Regions from separate parts of the Bombyx mori genome. Here region 2 is linked to region 1. A link is a contact called in public Hi-C data. All regions are on one chromosome and are shown on one strand. Each heading gives the region's core, a stretch centred on a gene start, on an enhancer-like site or on the middle of the called end of the contact. The rest is flanking DNA. Distances are from core to core; before and after follow the strand shown.

The links. A called contact is a pair of places that touch in the nucleus more often than the background predicts.
Region 2: a Hi-C map of whole pupa shows a contact between it and region 1, with 1.8 times the contacts expected there. The contact joins the enhancer-like site here to the promoter of LOC134200940 in region 1. A contact is called at or near these places in 2 of 7 Hi-C or Micro-C datasets (both in whole pupa).

What each region holds. Positions count from the first base shown.
Region 1 is chr22:2,774,537-2,779,047 of ASM3026992v2, forward strand. LOC134200940 reads left to right here and starts at 3,165. Exons shown (of 2, transcript XM_062674869.1): 1 at 3,165-4,511. The coding sequence starts at 3,964. The region is part of intron 6 of LOC101741761 (four and a half LIM domains protein 2); the gene reads left to right.
Region 2 is chr22:2,821,253-2,826,138 of ASM3026992v2, forward strand. LOC101741761 (four and a half LIM domains protein 2) reads left to right here. Exons shown (of 10, transcript XM_062674867.1): 9 at 2,176-2,345; 10 at 3,380-4,886. The coding sequence ends at 3,742. Among protein-coding and RNA genes, the nearest start is that of LOC101742199, 6.6 kb to the right of the region's middle. Within about 2 kb of position 3,484, at least 2 of the 8 cell types and tissues checked have open chromatin away from gene starts, as enhancers often do.

The DNA of each region.
Region 1 (4,511 bases), core at 1,915-4,414:
ACGATGTTATTAACCGTGGAAGTTAATCGTGAACATTTGTTAAGTACGTATTTCATTAGAAAACATACTGATACGGTAGAACTCATATCTCAAGGTGTGTTTCATTATGTCTATGGGCTTCGCTAACCACTCAACACCAGGTGGGCCGTGAACTCGTCCAGCCATCGACGCAATAAAAAAAACCATTTTCAATTATTATTTATGTGTGTTATGGTTTTGGAAGCATAGATCAGCACACATCGTTGCTATCGCCAAATATATAAATAACCCCCAATTATTAAAAGTACGCGGGCGCCAACTGTCGTAAATTAATGGTACTATGAAAAGAAGATCCCAAATTTCACAGTATAAAAGTAAATTTAAATATAAATATTTATATAAAATTTTTCAATAAAACTGGATAAGACGCGCGAGGAAGTAGATTGCAGACAAAAACATTAACATTCCGTACAGAAATATTAGATTTGAAATAAACTAGATGACCCGGCGAACTTTCTTCCGCCTTACTTATAGAGGCAATAAATGAGCGGATTTTCGATTTTATCATGGTAAATTTTTTATTTGGATAATTAATATAAATTAAAATAGCAAGTATTTTAATGATACTTTATTGGTCATGTATTTGTTTATTATTGTTATTGTATTTTCTTGTTCTTCTTCAGTCCTTTCACTCGCAATGTTTCGAATCCTAGCTGCATTACGGCTTCGTCGGGAAAGATTTGATCGTGCCGGTCGCGACATGACTTTCTTACTGATTACCTATCTCGGCACAATAAATAGAAATTCGAAACAAACACATCAACCGGTCAACTTCAAAATTCTATTATAATTAACCATAGACTACATTACGTTTAGCTGTCAGCTGCATTTTGTTATTCCATATCAGTTGCGTTTTGTTACATCACGTTTTATGTCAAGTCCCACGGGAACGTGATAAAAAATATCCTATGTCCTTCTCCTGGTTCTAAGCTACCTCCCCACCAATTTTCAGCCAAATCAGTTCAGCCGTTCTTGAGTTATAAATAGTGTAACTAACACGACTTTCTTTTATATATATAGATTAATATATTTTTGAAAATATTTGTTGTTCAAACAAACGGACTCTGGAATGGAATCTGGAACGGAATCTGTAATTTATAAAATTAATTGGTACATTATTATTAAAATGAACTTTTTTCATCTTTTAAATTAAATAGTTATAAGCACGTTATAGGCATTCTAAAATTTACCGTTATTTTACAGATATGAGGAGGTTTATAATTTAAGTTTTATTTTAATTTTATTAAAATCAAATATTCATGGCTGATGCTATTTTAAACATAACCAGTATTAAAAAAAATTCTTAATATAACTTTTACGGATAAATTAATTTAAGATAAAAAAAATTCTTATGGCATTGATCATGGTTACCGGAGCCTTACTTTCGTAATCAGATGAGCAAACGGGCTAGTGATAAGTGGTTATTGGAACTTATAGACATCAACGAGGACACCAGCAGCTTTGGTAGGCAGCGGCTTGGCTCTGCCCCTGGCATTGCTGAAGTCCATGGGCGACGGTAACCACTCACCATCACGTGGGCCGTATGCTAGTTTGCCTGCAAGGGCAATAAAAAAAAAAAAAAAAAACACCACCACCCTGAGATTTGAGATGCAAATTCAATAAAATCTTAATATCTCTTCGACTAACACCAAGTCTTAAATCCGATTTCGTGTGTGGAATTTTCCGCCATACATATAATTGATTTGAACAATAATAAATAAGGCGTCATCAGTTTTAATATAAGCCTATTCTAGCTAAAAAAACAACATTAAAACAATTTTCCGCTGCTGTTTATGAAAATAGATTGTTTTTCATTTAAAAAAAAAAAAATCGGAATTGATACTATTTTTTTAAAGCGAACCGTCGCGGCCATTGAGTTCTATTCGGTCTGGCATTATTTCAAAACAATCTGCGAATTTTATCCGGCGCGCGTTTTATGAGCGACATATATTATATTAGTACATGTTAGTTACGTGTGCAACGGGTTTTTTAAAGGTCAATGACACGTGCATAATTTATAAAAAAAAGGCATGAATTAAAATTAAAATTTATTGCCGCTTTTCTGCTAAATTATTCCTTCACTAAACTAAACTAAGAAACTAGAAATAAAAAAGAAAAAGAGAAGTTATCGTAGCCTAAACGATAAGGAATCCCGCTGGCAGGTAACAAATTATCTAATGAACTACGTACTTAACACATGTGCACGAAGGACTTGCGCCATGAAAGAATAACAACGATTGTTTTTTCCTACCTAAACTGATAGCCTTTAGAGGCTATTTCAGCGTAACCTTAACTAGTAGGTGAGCTCACGGGGCTCAAAACGGAGTGACGCTAACACTGAACCTAGCAAGAGCAGTGCTTCTACCGCCGGATCGGAAACGCGACCCACTGAGAAGATACGGCCAGAAACTCAGTGGAAGTGTAACGAAAATCAAACCCGCAAAATTATAATTCGCGTAATCTTTAAAGCTGGAGTCTTAGACTTCTAGTGTGAACGTGGATAGCGGTGATCACGGTGTGATGTCTATGGACTCAAACCGTAATTGTTGCATCCCTTAAACTGGAACGCATAACTGTTAGGTTAGATAGACATAGGCAGGATGGTAGTACCGACCCCTGCGGTCTCAAAAGATTCCATAATATCACTAAAACAAAACTCACGTAGGATGATTACACGCTGCCACCAATGAAGTCTTTCGTAAAATTAACTATTTTTAATACGCTTTTATTAGCTTCAGACGTATGTATGTTAGTATTTTAGTTTGTAACGAAATCTTTGAACATGATTTTGACCCCCTTCAAAACGTCGGATTAACTCGAAATTTGGTAAACTTATTAAGGATCGATGACAAATCCAACATTAAAAAAAAATTGAAAAAATTGAAATTCAACTAAAAAATGAAAAATAAATAATAGTTTAAAAAAACTAACAAAATACGCGTTTATAGAAAATCCAACTAAAAATAGAAAATAAATTTTAATAAATTTGAATTAAAAATGTGTAAGAAATTTTTTTTTCAAATTTCTTAAAATTTATTTATTAAAAATGTGTAAGAAATTTTTTTTTTCAAATTTCTTAAAATTTATTTTCTATTTTTTAGTTGAACTTTCTATAAAAACGTATTTTGTTAGTTTCTTTAAACTATTATTTTTAAATTAAAGTTTAAGACCAGGTAGAAAACGTAAATCCAAGACGCCTATGATAATAGCAAACATTCATTGGCTCAATTTACAAATGATTTATTTACAGATAATAACATCCATATGGCTAACAAATGTCACACGCATCATATCACCTTGTTGTCAAAGCCAAGTTTTAACTATGTAGAGGGATCTTAATTTTAATATGCATAATATATTTGCAACAACATAAATCAATCCGTAACGATTAGAGTAGTAGTTAGTGAATTAGTAGAGCAAACAGAATGTTTTTAGAAGACTGTTTCCCTACGTCGTGTACGCAATAAATAAATAAATATGTCGAAGTCAAACAGTCGATATATCAATAAGAAATTTCTAAAAAAATGTTTTACAATAAATTTCTGATAAGCATTCTTCCAAGACAACATAATGTCTTTTTGTTGGATAATGGAGATTCTACTGTGAATTGTCCACCTACGCCACATAAGATTAACTGACTATTAAAAAGATTTGTTACCAATCTATTAATTGATTGGAACACATATATTACCGGTTCGGAAAACACAGCGACCTCAGCCTTGAGCGATCGTGTAAAATGTAATACTTTGGGCAACGCCAAGCTAGTCTAAATCTGGATTGAATTCATTGGCACACAATAACACTTTAATTTCAGTTGTTCAAATCTTGCCACAGCGATATATCGCTACAGACATCCCTCCCCTTTTAGTTGAGTTCAATCAAAAAACCCTAAACATTCCTTTAGTTAAGTGCTGATATATTACAATGGGACTTATGGTATCTATCGTGATCACCTACGCCGGTGTCCATGAAGCTGTTGAATGTGTTAGACACATCCTAAGCGGTACCATACCTGACAATCAACCAGGCTTCGAAGATCTTGTTGAGCACTACACAGATCTCCTCAGAAAATCCGCTAAAACGTCAAACAGCTGGATCGATTACGGCCAAGGATACATATGTTTGACGGAAGATAAGAAAGGAAGACTCCAATCCGCCGAAGTAAAGTACTATAATGAAAAATCCGATTCTACTCCCCTGTTATTTTCTACGAGAATCTCTAGCTTTGGTCAAGAATCAGTCGAAGACCACACGATTCCAAATGGCGATTTCAAACCTGAAAGGTATTCGCCAACTAGAACGAAAACTATCCTATCTAATAGCTCGGAATCTATCAACGTTGGACAAAGCAGACGATCGCCAACTCCTATCAACTTGAATCATGTTACCGACGAAGAAACTACCAAGGATAAAATGACCTGGGAGTACAGTCCCCAGAGTCCGCCTCCGACACCAGAGATCCATTTTCAATC
Region 2 (4,886 bases), core at 2,234-4,733, 47 kb after region 1:
CTCAGTGGGCTGTGTCTATGGGTCACTCGTCGAGCAAGCGACGGGTTCGACGAGAACGATGACTGGGGAAAAGGCTTCGAAACAGTCACTAAACAAAACAAATACGATGAAATAGAAGTAGTCTGTATGCGAACATGTAAGTAAATAAATAAATGCACATTACAACTTGGATGCAACTAGCTTACCATGAGGCATAAGGTACAAAACACACCATCGAATTTGGATTCGATTCACGATATTCATACAACGAAATTCGAGAAACATTTTATAGGTTTATTGAACATTTTGTACTTAAAACATTTCGCGATAAAACTACGAGTGCATCAATAAAGTTGAAAACCGCGTCGTTGAAAAGAACGTTGAGCGAAACGAAACAACGAAATAAGAAAAACGTTGTAAAATGCAGTCCGTATCAGCCACGTTGCGTGCATCGCTCAAATATAACCCCCTGTAACCCATGTAAGTTGTCAAGGACGGAATAATCAAGCATGCAACCTCTGACATGAATTCTTACGAATACGTCCCTACATCGATTACGTACAAACTCCTACAAAAGATATAAATTTACACACTACAAACATTGTTGAGATTTAAAACCAGTCTGACCGATTCTATTAACGAAAATGATATTTTTTTTTTATGTAAAATGTATTATGTGGACTGAATAAAAAAGGTGACAAAATCCTTACTGTTTCCGATTCTGCCTTAAATTAAAATACGAAACCGCTTCGAAGCGAAGTAGTATATTAAAATAATTTTGATAATTGAAATTTATCTATTGAATTGCTCTTCGTTAGTCTCGCTAAAACTCGAGAACGGCTGAACCGATTTGGCTAATTTTAGTCTTGAATTTTTTGTGGAAGTCCAGAGAAGGTTTAAAAGATAGATAAATATGAAAATGCTCGGAATTAAATAAAAATAACAATTTTGTTTCGCCTTTGATGTGTCCCCCGTCGGACCGATTCCTTTTGTTTGTTTTAATTTTATTTTATACAAAAGTTTAGGTTTTTTATTTATCGATTGAGGCACTACGAAGTCTTTCGGGTCCGCTAATAAATGAATAAAAACTCAGCCAAGACGTTAGAATACGATGATGATACATACCTAAATAAGCATTTAAGAATATAGTAGTTGCTAGTTGTATAGTAATTAATTAACAACACAACATATAAAAATATTGATTGAACCAAAAATAGACAATCTTGAATTTAATTTGTTTCCAAATTATAATTTATGACTATTAATTATTGTGTTCGATTTATATATTGAGCATAATGACAGGTTGTTACAAAATAGACATATTTTATGAAGATTTACATCCACCGTATGAGTAACGGTGTGTTTACGAAAATTGTTAATTTTAAAGCTAAATAGTCTTCGTTCGGAAAAAGGTGAATTAAAACCAACAAGCAACAGATGGACTGTGATTTTTACTCTTGAATATTTCTTTGCGAAACTCGATTGCCCTCAACTACAAGAGGCACCACAAATTGCTTTTCAAAAACTCGATTCATAAATGGTAAGGTTTGTACCGTTCCGCATCCGTTTCCGGTCGTAAAAACGTCGCTTTCACAATGTTTTCATGTAGTTTTATTGCGAGACCTTGCCGGAAGATCGCTGAACTTGAAATCGCGAGGTCGACTGGAAACGATAAACTACAAATTGAACATTATACAAATGAACTTGCCCCACGCGAAAGCAATTTAAAAAAAAAAAAAACCTCAACTTAAATTTTTAGTTATATCCCTATAATTTCGCTAAAGTACCTAATAGGTAAGCACACGTATTCTATCAAACTAATATGATTTAGCTCGAGATACCAGAATCACAGGACGTCACGTATTTTCTGACTAACGAAATGTGGCCAATTGAATAGTGTTAGTATGTACTAGGACCGCATGCCTATCTGATAGCTCGCTCAGCAAATTTCTAGGTATCAATCAGGTAATCAAGGTACATAAAAACATTACTTACCTCACGTAAATTCTCCAAGCTGATTTTTGCGTATATTTTAGACAATATCGTTAAAAATAAGTCGTTATCGTTAACGAAATGTTGTTAAATTCATTGAAGTGATTGTATGTTAGGGGCATAAACAAAAAATGTTACTCCTTAATTTATATTTGCAGAAGTAATTATAGATGATATTAAAAAGGTCTTTATGCTTGGTTTCAGGAACCAAGAAGATGGAGTACAAGACCAGGCAGTGGCACGAGAAGTGCTTCTGCTGCGTTGTCTGCAAGAACCCGATCGGCACGAAGAGCTTCATCCCGCGCGAGCAAGAGATCTACTGCGCCGGCTGCTACGAGGACAAGTTCGCCACCCGCTGCGTCAAGTGTAACAAGGTACCTACACAGTACATTAACTTCTTTTCTCCTCCTTGGGTCGTTTCCGCACTGCTGAGGGTCGTGACCATTGTACTACGACATAATTTTACTCCTTGTAATGTCCCGCCAGCGCCTCCGACCATTGGCCGCTTTAACTAACTAACTTCTTTTATCTATTTGATTCTAACTTCTTTTATCTATTCGATTTTATTAAAAAAACAGTCATTATGTAGGTATCTAGAAGCGCCAACCCTCCTATACAAAATTGAAGTTTAAAATATATGGAACACACAAATATTGCTTGTTTTACTACTGACAAGAGACGGACAAGAGAACGCCTACGAATTTTAGATTTTTTTCCTACCTATTCTAGTAACCTTGAGGGGTTATACTAGATTCATAGAAGTAGTAGGTGAGCTCATGGGGCTGAAACCTGACGACGTTGCTAAAACTAGCCCTAGCAAAAGCAGTGCTTCGCAGAATCTACCACCAGATAAAAAACGCGACCCACTGAGAAGATCCAGCGTGAAACTCGGTGGGCTTGTCTGTGGGTTACTTTGCTCGTCGAACTCTTCGTCGCAAGCGACGGGTTCGGCGAGGACGATGACCGGTGCTTGAGGTAACTAAAAGCACCGTTAGTCGATCGGAAGGATCTAAAATGACGTGTGTAGAGCGTTGTCGACTCTTTACCATTCGGTTCGCAGGATCGGGAGGATTTTAGTAAAGAGGTTTCCTAATATGCGAATTCTTACTCCGGTCATCGGTACATCCGGTCATAAATTAACCCCCAGATACAGCCCACTGAGTTTCTTGCCGGATCTTCTCAGTGGGTCGCGTTTCCGATCCGGTGGTAGATTCTACGAAGCACGGCTCTTCCTAGGGTTCGTGTTAGCAACGTCGTCAGGGTTACTAGTTAAGGTTACGCTGATATAACCTCTCAGGGCACTCAGCTAGAGTTATGGTGCCCCTATGACGAGACATCATAGGGGCACCATAACTTTATTTATGCGTTTAGAATACCTAGAGAGTGTAACTCTGATTTTAATTTCCAGATAATCACACAAGGCGGCGTGACGTACAAGAACGAGCCATGGCACCGCGAGTGCTTCACGTGCACGAACTGCAACACGTCGCTCGCCGGCCAGCGGTTCACTTCGCGCGACGAGAAGCCCTACTGCGCCGAGTGCTTCGGGGAACTGTTCGCCAAGCGCTGCACTTCTTGCACCAAGCCCATCACAGGTATGACGAACTGGCACTCCAAAAAAAAAAAAAAAACAGGTAGTAGCGAAGTTCCTTATTATAAAAATATTAATTTTAAGTTCTATTCGAGGTATAAAGAAAATAAAACGTGCGAACTTATTGTGGTACACTTCATTCACGGTTGTTTGCATGAGTTGCGCAAACGAACGCTCTGAGATCGTGGTCAATGAATGATAAAAAAATATGTTATTTTTTGTACGTTATTAGATACTTAAGTCGTACACTGTGTGCATTACTAATAAAAATCTTACGTTACAAACGTTTTTTCCCGGTTAGGGTACCCCTCCGCATCGTCCCATAACTTCGTTCCAAAAACAACTAAATTAGAACGGTCCAAATGAAATGTGACGTTTCCAGGTATCGGCGGCACCCGCTTCATCTCGTTCGAAGACAGACACTGGCACAACGACTGCTTCATCTGCGCGCAGTGCAAGACCTCGCTCGTCGGCAAGGGCTTCATCACCGACGGACAGGACATCATCTGTCCCGAGTGCGCCAAGCAGAAGCTCATGTAAATACACCTGTCTCGCTTCAACGCTTCCGCTCTCGCATCGCTCCATCCCTCACACGCAATACAATTTATATATGACAAATGTTTTTGTGATGTGCAGCGAACATACCATACTACCGGTAGTCGCTAACGCCCGAGACTGGTGCGCGTTCAGAAAGCAGGACACCTCGAGCGAAAAGATTTACGACATCACTGACAAATTTAACTTTCGCAAGGGCAGGGCCAACGTTAGTACGGTGCCCAAATAACGATATTTTTTTTATTTAATAAAAGTAAAAAATACACGAAAAATCACAAAAAAATAATTAATTAAAGTGAATGCACAAAATTGATTTAATTTGCTTTTCTATTGAATTTATTATCTATATAATATATTTATATAGACTGTTATCACTCAGATATTGATACTAATAGTCGAATTTAATACGTATAATCTGTATTTATTTTATGTATGTATCGATGTGCTAACCGCCACGTTATTTCGCTTTGGCTGTTGTATTTAGTCCTAGATCTATATTGCGGCGCTGGATTCACACGATGCCTTAATAACATATCTAAGTCAATTTTGAAATTATTATGTTTTAATATAATTCGTACCACCTTAATAAATGTGAATGTTGTGCCTCTAAATCTTGCCTTCCTTTCTATCAATTCGAAAAACGAAGTGACAGAAAAGGACATTCGATTTTAACAACATTGTAATGTAAGAAGGCATCTTGGCTGGTGTTGCCAGATCTAAATTTTATTGTTCATCATTTATAATCGAACTTAGTAAGAAGTGCTTGTCA